Linked DNA regions of Danio rerio: region 2 is linked to region 1. A link is a contact called in public HiChIP or PLAC-seq data. All regions are on one chromosome and are shown on one strand. Each heading gives the region's core, a stretch centred on a gene start, on an enhancer-like site or on the middle of the called end of the contact. The rest is flanking DNA. Distances are from core to core; before and after follow the strand shown. Region 1 holds the start of pax6b (paired box 6b). Region 2 holds the start of immp1l (inner mitochondrial membrane peptidase subunit 1).

The links. HiChIP or PLAC-seq counts read pairs in DNA pulled down with a chosen protein or histone mark.
Region 2: a contact with region 1 is called in an H3K4me3 HiChIP or PLAC-seq map of embryo, with 3 times the contacts expected there. The contact joins the promoter of immp1l here to the promoter of pax6b in region 1. A contact is called at or near these places in 1 of 18 Hi-C or Micro-C datasets (an unstated tissue) and 1 of 4 datasets of contacts at active chromatin or transcription factors (embryo).

Annotation. Positions count from the first base shown.
Region 1 is chr7:15,866,772-15,870,005 of GRCz12tu, reverse strand. It overlaps pax6b (paired box 6b), which reads right to left and starts at 1,626. Exons shown (of 12, transcript NM_131641.1): 1 at 1,505-1,626. All of the region lies in intron 1 of LOC141375323 (a long non-coding RNA gene), which reads left to right.
Region 2 is chr7:16,029,554-16,032,787 of GRCz12tu, reverse strand. immp1l (inner mitochondrial membrane peptidase subunit 1) reads right to left here and starts at 1,461. Exons shown (of 6, transcript NM_001386391.1): 1 at 1,375-1,461. elp4 (elongator acetyltransferase complex subunit 4) reads left to right here and starts at 1,537. Exons shown (of 10, transcript NM_001017638.1): 1 at 1,537-1,734. The coding sequence starts at 1,566.

The sequences.
Region 1 (3,234 bases), core at 377-2,876:
CATACTAACCCAGTTTTATTGTTCCACAAATAATGCCCCGAGCTTTGTAATTCTGCCCATGCTGTTGATTTCTCCTTTAGATAACTTGTAAATCCTCTCCTTGTTAATGAGGTGTATTTAGGATGTGGTCTAATTCAGGGGGCATCATCGCCCTTCAGGCCATACAAACCCCTTCACATCACACGAACCCTGCAGACAGCAATTTTACACGCAAAGCAATTAGCCCAATTGGGATTAGTAACTGCTAATACGAAGTCGTGAAAAGTAATCCCTAATCTCGTAGCTGTTTCGCTCTCGGGCAAAGTAGCCACTGTGTCTTCCTGAAAACTTTTTTTTTTTTTAGAAAAAGGAGAACGAGGGGAGGGAATGGGCCTGACGTCACATTAAGAATATGAACAAAAGAATGAATCGATAAATAAACCAATAACGCGCTAAAATATTGCTTTATTGCTCGATATGGCCACAGTTTTGCCGACAGTTTACTAATAAAATCTTTTTATATATGTTATTTCATTCATTTATTTTCCTTTGGCTTAGTCCCTTTATTAATCAGGGGTCGCCACAGTGGAATGAACCGCCAACTTATCCAGCAAATGTTTTACACACACACACACGCACACACACACACACACACACACACACACACACATATATATATATATATATATATATATATATATATATATATATATATATATATATATATATATATATATATCTATATATATATATGCTATATCCTATATATTCTATGTTATTTATTTCTGTTTAATTTATACGTTGCGCAATGAGTACAAAAATTGTTTAGCAGTTCAACATGCAATTATAACAGTAAAGCGCCTTCCATAACATGTTGTTGTTGTTGTTGTTGTTGTTGTTAAATATGTTTAGTAACTTAATTAGCTGCTGTATCACAATTGCTAAATAATTTTGGCATATTTGTTCTTTCACTTACGAAATTGTAATATAATTTGTTTTTAATTTGTGAATTGCTACTAAATGCTTTTAAGGCTAAATGCATTTTAATCTGATCAAAATAATTCTGCGATGATGTTGGCTATATCTACTGTAATGAAATTAAATAAATTATCTCATATTATAAAAATGTGCTCAAACAAATCCTTCCAAATTCACTTTGTCCAATTGTTTATAAATTGTCATACGAATAATAAATAAATATATACTTTTTAAAGTTGTGGCTTACGTATAATACAAATATTACATTTGATTGATTGGATCAACATAAAAAAACATAGTCTTAATTAGAAATCAATGCTCTATCTAAATATTTTTAAAATATTTAGATAATGTACAGCACATATAATTGGTTTGTGATGTAGGCTACAGTTCCAGTTTTGTGAAATCTTTCCTGATAAAACATGAATGAATATAAGAAGTAAATAGTCACGGCTGTTTGAAATGTGTAGTTATTTAAATACATTTTTCTATTGAATAAAAACCGAACGGGATAAAATGCAGTAGCCTAAATTTGATATTAACTTACCGGAATATTTCCGACTTCTGATCAATATCCTGCTGTTTCAAGCCCTTGCGCTGGAATTAATTAAAACGATCTCATGAGTCCAGATTGTGTCACGTTTGAATCCCGTACGGTGTGGAAATGTCAGCGAGAATGAAAAAAAAACGGTGTAACCCTCACTGACTGTAAACTTTCTCTTAATATCAGCCTCAGCCCTCCACCGATTGGTCAAATGACGTGCCACGTCACGCTGGAAAATAGTTCTCATACAGCCAAGCATGCAACACATCAGGGGAACTCCGTGCGCTCACATTAACATTGATTTTCAAGACCTGTCAAGACTTTTGCCCTATATTTCTAAGACGAATTTGGAAGTGTTCTGCTTCTGTGTATTTTAAATATTTTCTTTGATATCTAATGACAGAAATGTACTGCTGTGATAAAAAAGTAATAATGGAACAATATAATATTGTCATTAATAATTATAAAATAAGCCGGATTATTAAGTATTTCAAATGCCTCTATTAAAAAACAAAGGCAAATCTGAATACATCCAATTAGGGAATAAGTTAATTAGACTTCTGTTTTTCCCATTTCGTTGTGTGTGTTCACTTATGAGCACAAGGAAAATTGAAAATAGTTTTCTTTGCTAGGCTAGCTTATATATTTAAGGAATTTCAGAAAGCCTATTTTTAAAGGCATTTCCAACACCTTGCATGTTATTTTTTTATAATGCAATTTTCTTATTTGAAACGTCAAGATGTCAGATGCTATATTCTTTAGCCTATCTTTTTGATTCCAGGTTGCTAACCGTCTGTTAAGCAAATATTAGCCAAGGCGTCACGGAGATCTTATTTACCCTCCTCATTCAGGTGGAAAATCAAATGGTTAACCGGTACAACAGCGCGTTTAGCGATACTGTTTGTTTCCACCATAGCTGACTGTGCGAGTTTTTAATGTGCTCTTCATAAATCTGATGCGCATTAATGTATATTTATGAAACCTAAACAAAAAAAAAGAGAAACTGGAGCTCACAGGATGTGGAGTAAAGGTGAAGCTACATAATTTTTACTTCAAATGACGTATCAGTGTCCACGGTGCGTAAATGCGCAACAGCTCTGCAGTGTGTCTCTCAGGAAATGAATGGGTTGTGTTGGTTCTTTAGGACATATAGAGCAGGTATGGGACGCACAAGCATCATTCAGCCCTTTGTTTGACGTAACCACAATTAAGAGCTACAGAAACCGTGCAACGCTGCAGGGTTCTCCAGGTGATCGCTGGAAACCGCACGGCTTATCATGCGGTCAATAAAAGAAGACGCTGCGCGGCGCTCGGACCAGGTGCCTCCGTTCCCTGATCCACGACGCCCCGCTCTCAAGAACCCGACCAGGCGTGAAGGGAAATCTGTTCAGCCGGCCTCTCAGCATCCTCTCTCTCTCTCTCTCTCTCTCCCTCTCTCCCCCTCTCTATCTGTCTCTCTCCCCCTCACACACACACATACTTATGTGTAACAATAAGTGCAGGTGGTGTTAAAAATTCGAGTTTAATGTGCGATGCTTGTGGTTATTATTTTTAGCAGTAACTTTAGCGTTTGGATATTGACAAATATAGACAAACTCAGCCATTAAGTTTAAGCGTCATTTAAACTTAATTGAAAAAGCTAAATGATGTTTTGAACATCATGACTGAATCAGAAATGCTTTCCTAATGAAAGTAAATAGTTATAAATCTTGAGATCTGTCAAATTCCGAAAT
Region 2 (3,234 bases), core at 212-2,711, 160 kb before region 1:
TAAAGTGTTCATGGGATGGATTTCCTGAGGAAAGAAACTGTTTCTGTTTGGTGATCATAGATCATTAAAATTTTTATAAATATATAGACATGAGGTATTTGTGATTGTGATTTCTTTTCCATAACAGTATGTGAGATAAAAAATATCATAAAAAATATATCATCATAACAAATAACCACAGTTTATCAGAAGATTGTTTTAATTAGTTGATTCAAAAATTTTCTTTAGTAAATAGTAAAATAAAATATTAAATAAATAAATACTACTAAAAAAATTCAATAAAATGCTAATGATTATAAATTCTTTAATGCTTTAATGGATTTATATACACACATACAGTACACACCCAAATACATATCCTGTAATGGTCTGATAACAATTCTTAATACGAAATAAAACTAAATGTCAAATATTTCATAAGAATTCTCAAATTAAATACATTGTTGTTTATTTTAAGGGTAATTAAAACAGCAATAAATAAAATCTGGTAATTTTCTTAATTTTTTCCATAGTGATTGAGGTAAAGTTGGTTTTATATTCACACATGTGTTTTTTTTTTACAATTTTTGAACAGTGACGCTCTCAATATTGTTTAACCCTTGCTGTTTTGAATATTCAGTCTGAAATCTCATGCAAGTATAACTTCAAAACAACATTATCACTATTTAATTACTGTAAACAACATTGTACTTTGATAGTGATAGCTAATATGATTTTCATATTTAGAATTTGAAATGTTTTTCGGAAATTATATTATTAAAGAAAAGCCAGAATGTGCAGAATATAAAATGAACTGTACCCCAATCCCATAGTGCTTACTCTCTCCTTCCATATATATTTTACATATAAGCATATTAGATATAAATGTGTACACTATTGTTTTCAAATATCTGTAGTGAAAACAAAATACAAATAAAAAATAAATATAAATAAACAATCTGCAAAAGGATTTAGCATAACAAAAACATAAAAATTGACAATTTAACACATTTTTAATGTAACAAACAGTAATGTACATAATGTATAATGTATTAAAACAGCTAAAATGTTTACTTTTTCCTCTGACACTTTAAAACACTTTAACATGACATATGTATGATCTATATCTGTCTATTAATTTCTCTTTCACTATTTCTTTATAGTCGTATTCATTTCTATAATCAATACATTTAATACTATTATTCATGACAGTTTTACAATGACAAAATCTTTAGTTTAGTGTCGTTGGGGTTGAAGGAATAACCAATTTCTACCATGTTCTAGTTCAGAAAGCTGTCGGTTTCAAATTCGACAGCAGGATAAATATACTCTTTGAATGTCACGTGTTATTAAATTCTAATAAATTGAATATTATGATTTGTACAGTAATCTTACCTGAATAATGTTCATTACAAGCGTGGTGTTTGTATTCCTCGATCATGTGTTTACTACGCAGCCGCTGTCAACCTTGAACTCAGTTGCATCATCGTTGCTAAACAAGTCTCTTTCTGATTGGCTGAGATTACAACAGTTCGGCCGCTGATTGGCTGTAGTGTCATCGACGCTGCTGTCAACACCAGAAAAACATGGCGGCTCCCGTTAGAGGCATGGCTGTATCCAGCAGCATAGGAAACACAACTAGTTTTCAGAAGAAAACCCGCAGCAAGCTAGTTTTTATTCCTGGTACCAGACCATCGGTGCAGAATGGACAGCTTTTAGTGTCGTCTGGCGTCAGCTCGCTTGACTATGTGATTGGTTAGTATTATTCGATGGGTTGAAGCTCAGTCAAGTTTTAATGCATTGTGTTATTGAGGTAAAGTTGGGTTTATGTTCGCACACTAAGACTTTATCCTTAATATAATTTCAGAAAAGTGTTCTTTGCTAGTTTTAAACAGGTTAATTATATTAACATTAGCAGTCAATTGTGTTAATATCATACTTGCTTGCTTTTTCAGACCCAGTTTGGTAAACAATGTAACACCGTCTCATAAGTTGTCACTGTTAAAAAAATAATAAATATGCGAATTTAAAACCAACTTTACCTCAATCGTTACGTTCATATTTTTCAAATGCCACTCTATGCCTAAATGTTTTTTTTTTTTTTCGAGAACATTCCCTAGTACTAAACTTCCAACTCTCATACTTGTCATTTATGAAAGCATAGGCTATTAACGTCACTGAGAAATATACTTATTAGTTCACAAAGAACGTTTTTGGTTCCTCAAGATGTAATCTTTGCATTTATATGACGCTAAGTTGTACTAAATGAAATATGTTTGTGTTTTATATTCCTTGTGATGTTCATCTGATAATGATTACCTTGCTTGGTGATGGATAAGTAATGGTTGTGTTTAGTAATTAATTGAGGTAAAGTTGGTTTTATATTCACACATTCTGACTTTATCCTTAATATAATTTCAGAAAAGTATTATTTGAGAATTATGATTAGGGAAATATATAAACAGTCAATGACTATTCAAGTATAACATTGTTCACAGTCAATTAAGTTATTTTGAAGTCATACTTTCGATTTTCAGAGCCAATATTCAAAGTAGTGTGGTAAACAATATTAATACCGTGTCACGAGTTGTCACTGTTAAAAATGAACACGTGTGAACATAAAACCAACTTTCTCTCAACCATTACGTCATATATTTCACTTTATGCCTTCATATTTTCATAAATTGAGAACATTCCCTAGTATTACACTTTCCACCGACACCCTTGTCATTTATAAAAGCATAATATTTCATTAGGATGTAATCTTTGCATTTATATGACGCTTAGTTGTACTATATAAAATATGTTTGTGTTTTATATTCCTTGTGATATTTGTTTGATAATGATCACTCAACTTTGGCATGTTGACATAGTAAAAGTGACAGAGAAATAATGGTTATGTTTAGTAATTTAGGTAAAGTTGGTTTTATCATTTATATCACACAATCTGACTTTCTCCTTAATAATGTAATTTCAGAAAAAGTATTCTTTGCAAATGTTAAATAGTAAAATCATATTAGCAATCAATGACTATCAAAGTGCAACATTGCTTAGTCAATTCAATTGTTTTGAAGTCATACTTACTATTTCAGAGGAAATATTCATTGTAGTGTGGTAAACAATATAAATACCATCTCACAAGTTGTCACTGTTACACAAAGAACCAATGTGCAAATATAAAACCAACTTTAACTTAATCATTACGCTCATATATTTCACTCCATGCCTTAATATGTTTATAAATCGAGAACGTTC